2 separate regions of the Mus musculus genome follow, and region 2 is linked to region 1. A link is a contact called in public Hi-C data. All regions are on one chromosome and are shown on one strand. Each heading gives the region's core, a stretch centred on a gene start, on an enhancer-like site or on the middle of the called end of the contact. The rest is flanking DNA. Distances are from core to core; before and after follow the strand shown. Region 1 has its middle 15 kb from the start of Nhsl1. Region 2 overlaps Arfgef3 (ARFGEF family member 3).

Region 1 (5,167 bases), core at 1,589-4,088:
TGGAACGCTGGAGCCATGTTTTAGAAAGGATTCCGGTTCAGTAGACCATGTGGTTAGAGCTTTTGTTCCGTGCATCCCTTCCTGGGCTGTGTATTCACACTCCTCTTCCCTGTTTAAGAGCAGTATGTTTTTAAACGGCTCCTTTTTGAAGGTTGAGCTGCCAACGGAGGCACTAGGTGTGTTACAAATAGTTACATGCAAAAGGCAGAAAGTGAAAATGGCTATGTTGTTTCTAATCTTAACTACAATGTAAAACAGTCTCAGATGCATCCAACCCAGGGGCTGAGGATGTCAAAGTTCAGAGGCAGTGTACTTTTGCCTAGCATGTGCAAGTTCCATCCCTATACCATAAAAATCAAAAACCTAAACAAAAAGGAGAAAGGGGAAAAGGTGCATCCAACGCTAAGCACGAACTCCGCCTGAGTCTGACCACTTAGAATCACCCAGAAGGAATCAGATGGTGCCTCCGACTGTCACCATGAAAATGAAACCACATACTTCAGTGTGTTTCAATTACAGAAGCTCGGGAACATAGGGTCTCAGAGATATCCCAATGAGGAAATGTCGCTGTGAGGTCACACACTACACAGACATTCTCATCTATGCAGTTTATCCTGCTGGGCCCTGCACCAAGCAGGTGCTCTGTTAAGCGTTTGGAAATTGTTACTTCCTGCCAATACTGAGACCCACAGTCCCACATGGTCAAAGTAACCCCAATAACAAGGAAATATAGCCATTTTCCAAGATCACACTTCTCCAACAGCATGGAATCTGAATCTCAAGGGCCCTCCCAATGCCTTGAGCCACCAAAATCATCTATCCCTAGAACAGACATGTGGCATATAAAAAGATCATTCTTTGTGAGATTAACACAGAAAACTGATCCCTTAAAACATGTTGTTCTCATTAAATTTTAACACCTGGACTGAAAAAAATAAAAGTTCCAAATAAGAGGAAATTAGCTCTGTCAGGTTTGCAGCACTACATGTAAACCTTTCAACTCAGAGCAGTTGGCTGTACTAAAGCAGTCATTATGCCTCATTTATGTCTATTGAACAGTCCTGTTTGAAAGCCTGTCTTATATGTGGAGAATGACTCAAAACATGATTTGTATTTTAGTAGATGACCAGCAGGTGGCAGAACGCACAACCCACCTGCAATAGAGCCACCACCAGTAAAAGAAAATGGTGGGATTCACTAGGAAGGAGTATGCAGATTCAAACGCTGCCTGGCTGAGGAACCTGGCTTCAACTTCAAACCTGTGTCTGCGTCACAAAACAGAAGTTGAGTGAGTACCCATCCACCATGTCAGCAGCATGAGAGATAAAACCCAGCAGTGCTCTACGGCACTGTGGGCACAGTATGGACGAGGGATAAAGGACAGAACGGAAGCTAAAAGATGGCTCAGTGGTCAAGAGCACAAACTGTTGATCCAGAGGACCCTGGTTTGATTCCCCACACCCACAGGGTGGCTCACGACAGTCAGGAACTCCAGTTCCAGGGATTCTAATGCCCTCTTCTGGCCTCTGTAGACACCATGCCCTGCCGGCGGGTGAGGAGGCGGGGAGGAATCACAAGGTGAACAGCTCCTGAGACACAGACACACACAGACACACACAGACACACAGACACACAGACACACACAGACACAGACACACACACACACACACACACACACACACACACACACACACATGCAAAACAAAGAGCAGTGTTCCAGGCATTGCTTCATTTAAAGAGTCCAAATGAGCCTGGTCCCAAGTGACGTCTTCCAGTACTAAATTACAAACCCCTGGACTCCACCCTAGACGCTCAGAACTGCTACAGAAGGACCTGAGAGCCACCCGAGAGGCTGTATCCGATACACATGGAGACAGTTGGCTCATGCATTATCTGTAGACCATCTAGCAATCTATATGTAGTCAGAAGATGGATAAGGCCTGCGTTTGCCTTCTAGGACATACTCAGAGTAAGGAGCAAGTCTGTAGTTCAGCAGGGACAAACCAACCCCTCTGTCTTAGCTAGGGTTTCCATTGCTGTGAAGAGACATCATGACCAAGGGGACTCTTATAAAGAACAGCATTTAATTAGGGCTGGCTTACAGGTTCAGAGATTCAGTCCATTGTCATTGTGGCAGAAACAGGGCAGCACCCAGGCAGCCGCGGTGCATGGAGTTTCACATCTTGTCCCAAAAGCAAACAGGAGAAGATTGTCTCATGAGCAGCTAGTAGGGGGGTCTCAAAGCCCACCCCTACAATATCACTTCCTCCAATTCCCATTCTCTGAGCCCAGCATATTGAAACCACAATATGACATACACAAGAGGCCTCAGGTTTAGCCAAATGACCTGTGGGTAATTTCTCCACTGACACACTTACAATAATAATAATAAACCCTTGCTATCCCCACTTCCCTCTCCTTCGGCCCTGCCACCTACTATACCAAGGGATTTGTTCACTTTGCAGCCGCAGTCCCATTTCCACGGTCATTTCTCTCTGATCCCCCTGCTCACAGTGCCCCATCCCCCCCAACCTCAGCTCTCCTGCCCAGCTGTCATCGGTGGACATCTGTCTGTCATCACCACAGTCTCTGCCACCACTTCCTTCTCCGAGCAGTGGGTGTTCAGTCTGCTCTCTAAGTTTCCAGTTAGTTACCTTGCAAGGAAAAGGATAGAGCTAGCTGTGCTGGCGACTGGAGGGCAGCCATAGCTCCCTGCAACAGAAGTGGGAGTCTTGACTTGATTCTCCCTCCTCCCCTGAGGAGAGTACTGGGCCCACTCTACCCTCTCCGCTTTTGCTCTCCTCTGCTGGCTCTCATAATGCAGTTCACCCCTCAGCCCTGACCCTGTCGAACCTTTCACTGCCAACACCCATATTACAAATCCCACTCCATGATGGAGGCTAGTCTCTCCTATTGTCTCCTAAAAGCATAACTTCCGGTCCCCCCAAGTGACTACTCTCCCAGTTCTCAGAAAGCAAGCACAGAGAAGTTCCTGACTTTGCCTGGTTTTTGAGATTCCAGCATCAGCCCTTTTCCTGATTCCAATGATGAGCAAAACTTAACTCTGTGAATTCATAATAAAAATTCATTGGATAATGTGAGAAGGAAGGTTTTAGCATTTTCCTTTCGCCTTTTAGAAATATACTGAGACAACACAGAATGGCAGACACCACAGATATTTAAACCAGGCGGAGCTAGACCTTGATTTCCACATAAAGATTCACTGAAGCACGGCAATAGTGCCACCTTGTGGGACAGCCATGACTACACCAAAACTCAAGAGGCGATCCATATCCAGAAAAATCACTGTCATTTTTAGATGCATCTTTTTGAGAATTTGTAGACCACAATCAACCAAAGGACAGGTAACAGGCTATTAGTACCGGATCTCCAAGGAGTAAAGGCACTGGTAGTTAATACCACCCTGTTAATGGCTCAAGGTGAATGGATAAAGAGACCGAAGCACGGAAGCCTTCAGATACCATTTAACTGACCGTGACCCTGAAACCAAGAAGTAATATTTAAACATTTAGTCTTATATCCAGATAGCATTTGGAGGCATGATTATTATCATGAGAAATTAAAACAAATTAGTATATAACCTTTAAGAAAACAGTAAAGCCAGGCAGTGGTGACGCACGCCTTTGATCCCAGCCCTTGAGAGGCAGAGGCAGGCGGATTTCTGAGTTCGAGGCCAGCCTGGTCTACAGAGTGAGTTTCAGGACATCCAGGGCTACACAGAGAAACCTTGTCTCGAAAAATCAAGAAAAAAAAATTTTTAAAGAAAGAAAACAGTAAAACCCTCTGTTAAAACATAAAACAAAGTAAGCTAAGGACATAACATGGTTGGTAGAATTCTGTGCAGCATGCACAAGTCCCTGGGTTCAGTCCCCAGTACCCCGTAAACAGGACCAAAAACTGGGCATGGTGGTACATGCCTGTGATCCCAACACTCTGCAGGCAGACACAGATCAGAGCCTACCAGTGACTACTTGACGGGCTTGCTGCAGCCCGTGACACATAAGACACTGTCTCAAAACTCAACCAGATGACCACCTTTTAAAAAATGACATAGGTAACTTAGAAATAGGCCTGTCAATCTATCCTGAGAGAAAGAAATAACTGAATGGTAACTGTAGCACCCAAGGAACTCCTTAATATCAGCACTGTAGAAACACATAGGCAGCGCTAAACATGGGGCGGGGCAGGCAGGCAGATAACACGGATGTTTTAGTAGGCTGCTCTGAACATTTTCTAAATACACTACAGCGTATAAAGCAAGAGAGCAAGGAGCTGTTTCCTTTCCACGAGTTTTGGAGAAAAGCTTTTGCCTCCAGACAATCATGAGCCTTTCTCTGGAAGCCCCGGCACTCATGCTGCGAGAGACAGAGGCCAAAGGTCCCCAGTGGCCCCCACTTTCGCTACCAATGGATGCGCACTGCGTGTTGTCTTCTCCATGGGCTTCTCTAGCCAAATCCCTCGCTCCATTTAAGCAGCTTGGTTCAAATTGTAAAACTTAAAAGTTTCACTTACCAGATGCCTAGATAAATCTCATCTGGAGGCCTTTAGAACAAAGCCACCGTGAGTGACATCCAGCCTGGCTGAGTCTTGAGGGTGATGTGAATCCTCCGGACAGGCGATGCACGCCCGAGACTGCACAGAAGAGACTGGGCCGCTGTCCTCAGATGTGGGTAGTAGCCTAGCGCTGTAAGCCAGGAGCCCTCTCCTTGCTATGATCCAAGGTCTTTCTTCCTACCAGGCTTCAGATCTGGCTCTGAAGTTAGCACGCGTGCGCGCGCACACACACACACACACACACACACACCTTGATACACAGTTCAAGCACATCCGTGAGTCATGCTTCCACTTCCTCTCAGGGTTCCCAGTGGTCCTCGGTGGCACAGAGTTCATTCATTCACAACAGTGCGCGCTCAGTCACACGGAATACTCACACACTAAACTCCAGCCCTTAGCACTTTAAAAGTATTTCCTTTCAACCTCCTGTAAAACCACCGCCTCACTTTCATTAGCAGATGAGAACTTCATCCCAGCAGACGGGCTCCCCAGGCACAATTCACACACATTATACTTCATAGGGCCTTTTCAATATTTACTTGCTGGTAGTGTTCTTCCTTTCAGGTCACAGATTATAGTGTTTAGCAACACG
Region 2 (5,825 bases), core at 201-2,700, 320 kb before region 1:
TGTATTCCGTTGAGAATATGTTGCTATGCAAATGGTGAAGACCCTTTTGCTATATGGTCCTTACATTCTGATCTGTACTTTTCCACTTACTAGCTTTGCCCATGGATACATGATCTATGTCTTTATCTATGATATTGACCTGATAGTGTTCATTGTCCAAGCTCTGGTTGTTGGGAGCCGCCCCCACATTCGCCGTCACAAGATGGCGCTGACATCCTGTGTTCTAAGTGGTAAACAAATAATCTGCGCATGTGCCAAGAGTAATTTTCCACTACATGTACTCTGCCTTTACTCGGCCATGGGCTGCAGCCAATCAGGGAGTGATGCGTCCTAGGCGAAGGATAACTCTCCTAAATAGGGAGGGGGTTTCGCTTTCGTTTTTGGGGGCTTTCGTTTTTGGGCTTGGGGGCTTGCGCTCCTGGCTCCTGAAGATGTAAGCAATAAAGTTTTGCCGCAGAAGATTCTGGTTTGTTGTGTTCTTCCTGGCCGGTCGTGAGAACGCGTTTAAGATCTGGTGAGGATTGAATTGCTTGATACTAAGAGACTGCCTCTGATGCATAGCTATGTTATTTAAAGCAGGGACCCAGGTATTACTGTTTTTCTAACTTTTGACAGTACTCATGCTTCTGTCAGGGCCCCATGTTTTACGGTACCTAGTTAGGTTGCTAGGTTATGTTATTATCTTGCCTCAAGACTGTTGTCTCATTGATAACAGAAATAATTGCCTATCAATCTGCCTAGTTCTGTAAGTAGTATAATTAAGAGGTAGGTATACCAACCCCACTGTCTGTACCAAGTGGGCACTCAATGACTGGAGTACTGGCACTAAGTGGACATGGGTTAGAAGAACAGCTTTCTGGTTTCTTCTTGGTTATCACAGATTCCTTTTGACTTCCTTATTGATACCCTGGTTTTTTGTTTTTTGGTTTTTTCACTCACTTTTTGGAGACATTTTCTCAGAACCCCATCCTTTCATCCTATACCTTGTTCTTCCCCATAGACATTTCATCTAAAACTTCAGCTACTGCTTCTAGATAGATAATTCTAAAGTTACCCTGAGTTCCACATTATCAACCCTTAGATGCCTCCCCCAAAAATCCTTGAACTCAGTTTGCAGTGATGTCGATCCTATACTTCCCATGTGTTCCTCCAAATTGTGCTGCAGGAGCTCCACGCTGCCCCATTATGCCATCTGTGGGTCCCGTTTCCTCCCTCTGTTTCTTTAGGCAATCATTGACTATAACATACATTCAACATGGGCCCATATAGTAGAGTAGATGCTTTTACATGATGACCATTTATAGGGTGTGTTCATTGTGCTAGTTGTTATTACTCTAATATCTGCGTGTCATGGGACCTGCCCTGAGGTTACATGACAGTGACTCCATTCTTGCTTTCTTCTGATCCAACCAAATGTCCCCCCAAACCTTCCTTTTACATTCTCAATACCTGAGGCCTCAGAATTCCCTGCTCAGACTATGTATGCCTCTTCCAGAAATCACCTTTGAGTTTCTGATTTGTGTCTTTCAGAGGGCATGTAGTACGATAGGTGTTTGTGTTCCTGGGTGCAAGAGCTGTACATGAGCAGCTATTTGTGGCGTTTGAGTACTGAGGTGTTTGTATCTGTATCCATGAGACCTCATGAGGGACAGGGTAGATCAAATAGTGGAAAATTGAAAGGCTGAAGCAGAGGATGGAAGGAGTATTGTGAACATATATAAGGATGGCCTTGGGAAGTCAGTTAAGAATATGACTAGTAAGTACACTGTTTCACTGTTACAACACTTCTCTAGGCAAGTAATATTAGTAATATTAGTTATATTACCAAAGGCTAGCTTTGACACCACAGGTAAACTGAGGAAATCTGAGTGTGGAGTCAATGACTGGGGAACTGACTGGTACTAATAGCATATTCTAAGCAATTCCTCTCCTGGGCATATACCCAGAAGATGTTCCAACTGGTAATAAGGACACATGCTCCACTATGTTCATAGCAGCCTTATTAATAATAGCCAGAAGCTGGAAAGAACCCAGATGTCCCTCAACAGAGGAATGGATACAGAAAATGTAGTCTATTTACACAATGGAGTACTACTCAGCAATTAAAAACAATTAATTCATGAAATTCTTAGGCAAATGGATGCATCCGGAGGATGTCATGCTGAGTGAGGTAACCCAATCACAAAAGAACACATGTGATATGCACTCACTGATAAGTGGATATTAGCAAGTTTTTTCTATGCTTAGCTGATGATATTTTGTATATACCAAGAAACAGATCATCAGCTATCTTATGTCTTATTTTTGAAGTCTTTCTCAGCTAAACTGGCTAATCATCTATATTCCCTTTTCTTGTATTCACAGTAGCATTATTTATTTTCGTTCACACCTTTTCTTGGTGCACACTGAAACCTTTGCCACATCCCTAGATCACAAGATCCAGGAACTCAGACCCAACCTAGAATGAATGCTTTCTTTTATCATTTACTTGTTCCAAGCTTATTTTTCTCTTCCAAGTACAATTACATGCTTGAAAGGCATGAAAGGTCACTGTCTAACTTATTCAGCCCTCACTACAAGGGATGGGCCCCAGTTTATTCTTTTTTTTTTTTTCTCCTGGGAATCAAAAATTATTCTTTCATTTTTTCAAATTTTTATTAGATATTTTCTTCATTTACATTTCAAATGCTATCCCGAAAGTCCCCTATACCTTCCCCCCCACCCCCGCCCTGCTCCCCTACCCACCCACTCCTACTTCTTGGCCCTGTCGTTCCCCTGTACTGGGGCATATAAAGTTTGCAAGACCTCTCTTTCCACTGATGGCCGACTAGGCTATCTTCTGCTACATATGCAGCTAGAGACAGGAGCTCTGGGGGTACTGGTTAGTTCATATTGTTGTTCCACCTATAGGGTTGCAGACCCCTTCAGCTCCTTGAGTACTTTCTCTGGCTCCTCCACCGGGGGCCCTGTGTTCCATCCAATAGATGACTGTGAGCATCCACTTCTGTGTTTGCCAGGCACTGGCACAGCCTCACAAGAGACAGTTATATCAGGGTCCTTTCAGCAAAATCTTGCTAGCATATGCAATAGTATCTGTGTTTGGTGGCTGATTATGGGATGGATCCCCGGGTGAGGTAGTCTCTGGATGGTCCATCCTTTCGTCTTAGCTCCAAACTTTGTCTCTGTAACTCCTTCCATGGGTATTTCCCTATTCTAAGGAAGAATGAAGTATCCACACATTGGTCTTCCTTCTTCTTGATTTTATTGTGTTTTGCAAATTTTATCTTGGGTATTCTAAGTTTCTGGGCTAATGTCCACTTATCAGTGAGTGTATATCAAGTGACTTCTTTTGTGATTGGGTTACCTCACCCAGGATGATATCCTCTAGATACATCCATTTGCCCAAGAATTTTATAAATTCATTGTTTTTAATAGCTGAGTAGTACTCCATTGTGTAAATGTACCACATTTTCTGTATCCATTCCTCTGTTGAGGGACATCTGGGTTCTTTCCAGCTTCTGGCATTATAAGTAAGGCTGCTATGAACATAGTGGAGCATATATCTTTATTACCACTTGGAACTTCTTCTGGGTATATACCAGGAGAGGTATTGCTAGATCTTCCGGTAGAACTATGTCCAATTTTCTGAGGAACCACCAGACTGATTTCCAGAGTGATTGTACAAGCTTGCAATCCCACCAGCAATGAAGGAGTGTTCCTCCCTATTTTATTCTTAATTCTAACTTTATTATAACTTAAACCATCTCCTTTAACTTTTTATCAATTACCCTAACTTCCTAAAACTATTTAAATTAAATCAGGAGTTCTATCAAATAATTAATCCATCTAAACAATATTAATTTTTGGAAGTTCATCTTCGTATTGATCTACAGGAAAATTGCCCAGTCGAGAGGGTTGTCCCCCAAAAAGCTCACTTGCTCATTGCAGCTCCTCCTGCATGGTTTCTACCATTACATGATTTTATTTTGTGTATGCTGAGAGTTTGAATGGGTATGTATGTGTACTGGTGTGTGTGTGTGTGTGTGTGTGTGTGTGTGTGTGTGTGTGTGTATTAGAAACAAGAAGAGAGAAAAATGTGAAAGAGTGCCTATATGGAGGCCACAGGTCAACATGGTGATGTCTTCCTTGCTGACTCTCCATCTTCTTGTTTGAGAGCAGGAAGGTTGTCAGCCTGACTAGGCTAAGTGGCCAGTGATCGAGGGTCATCCTGTCTGTGCCTTCTTGTATCAAGCACTAGAGATGCAGATGTGTGCCACTGGACCCCACTTTTTCATGAATATTGGAGCCCTGAATCAGGCTCCTCAAGCTTGCACAGTGCTTTACTAACTCATCTTTCTCGCCCTTAATTACATATTTTAGAGGAAGAAAATAAGGACTTGGACAGATAAGAGCTTGAATGTGACCCTGACTGCTTTTATTCTTTCTGTGGCTGACCAAGGCTCATTTTGTCCCCTCCATTTAAAGGCCAAATAAATGTCACCACATCTGTAAAGATGCTTGCATTTTTTCCCCCAGGATCTATTCTAATTTAGTGACCATGTGTCTGCAGGAGTCTTTCACCTCCCTAGTCTAGGCGTTTTATGTTATATACCTAATATTCTATGTACTGCCTGGGTATATAATAGACTAAATCAGTGTTTATTAATGAAGTTGTCTCTGTTACTAAAAATCTTATTTCTTGTATATAGATTATAAGTTGTTTAGGAATATCAATTTTAATGCAATTATGATGATCTAGTAATAGACTGGTTTTCTGTGACACTTTGATATCAACTGGAACTAAAGTTTTAAGTGTTTACTGGTGTGTGTGTGTGTGTGTGTGTGTGTGTGTGTGTGTGTGTGTGTGTAAGTATTATATGTATGGGTATGCCAGATGATTGTATTATGTGTCCAAATCAATCACTTTTTTCTCCTTATCACTTGAGAGTGCAGCTCTCACTGAACCTGGAACACACCAATTGTCTAGACTGCCTGGCCAGCAAGCACACATCACTGTACCTGGCTTTCTACACGGATGGTGGGGATCTGGACTCAGTCAGGTGTTTTCACAACAAGTACCTTACCAACTGACCCATTTTCCCAGTCATCTGTCTCTGCCTCTCTTAAATAGAACTAGGGTGGAATCCAGTGTCTCGTATTTTGGGCAGGTGTCTAGCACTGAACTCCGTCCTTACCCTCAGGTCGCGTTGAGACAAAGTCTTTTCCCAAGTTGCCCAGGCTGATCTTGAACTCACTTTGTAGACCTGGCAGACCTTGAAATTGCACTCTGCCTGCCTCCACCTGCCCAGTAGCCAGTATTACAGGGCTGTACCACTGGGCAAACTTCCCGATCTGTTTTATAAACTTTCTTGGAGAGGCCTGGGGCATATTAAGCATGAGCACTACCAGCAAGTACTAGAAATTTCTACTTGACAGAAGTCTTGCTTCACATTCTGCTGTCAGCACAGTTACTTTGTATAAGTTCTGTTAATTGTGTATGTGTAATACTATGAGTTTTGACAGGCTAGTATGTCATTAATAGGGCCTAAAATCAGTGTTTCTCCAAGGTGAGTTGATTTGTTTTGTTCTGCTGTTGAGCAGAACAGGCCTGTCCTTGTTTACGTAGACCTCTCTGAAAGATTTATGCCATAGAGCTGCTGTTTTCAAAAGTAGCTGCACATTTAAACCACTTTATCAGCGTATAAACTGATGATAATGCTGATCATGTTCTCTTCTTGCCTAAGATTTGCTTATTGAGGCTAGAAGCCTTTCCTGCACGTTGCTTCGTGGCCGAGGGATGCTGAGCTCCTGCTGAAATTCTGGCA

Evidence for each region. A called contact is a pair of places that touch in the nucleus more often than the background predicts.
Region 2: a Hi-C map of the N1E-115 cell line shows a contact between it and region 1, with 7 times the contacts expected there. The contact joins two enhancer-like sites. A contact is called at or near these places in 2 of 484 Hi-C or Micro-C datasets (the N1E-115 cell line and embryonic stem cells).

The regions. Positions count from the first base shown.
Region 1 is chr10:18,389,877-18,395,043 of GRCm38.p6, reverse strand. It overlaps a transcript of Nhsl1 not described here. Among named protein-coding and RNA genes, the nearest start is that of Nhsl1, 15 kb to the left of the region's middle. Within about 2 kb of position 2,838, at least 13 of the 459 cell types and tissues checked have an H3K27ac peak or open chromatin away from gene starts, as enhancers often do. A contact at or near this core is called in the N1E-115 cell line, where this site is marked.
Region 2 is chr10:18,711,181-18,717,005 of GRCm38.p6, reverse strand. The region is part of intron 2 of Arfgef3 (ARFGEF family member 3); the gene reads left to right. Among named protein-coding and RNA genes, the nearest start is that of Gm32926, 29 kb to the left of the region's middle. Within about 2 kb of position 1,450, at least 1 of the 459 cell types and tissues checked has an H3K27ac peak or open chromatin away from gene starts, as enhancers often do. A contact at or near this core is called in the N1E-115 cell line, where this site is marked.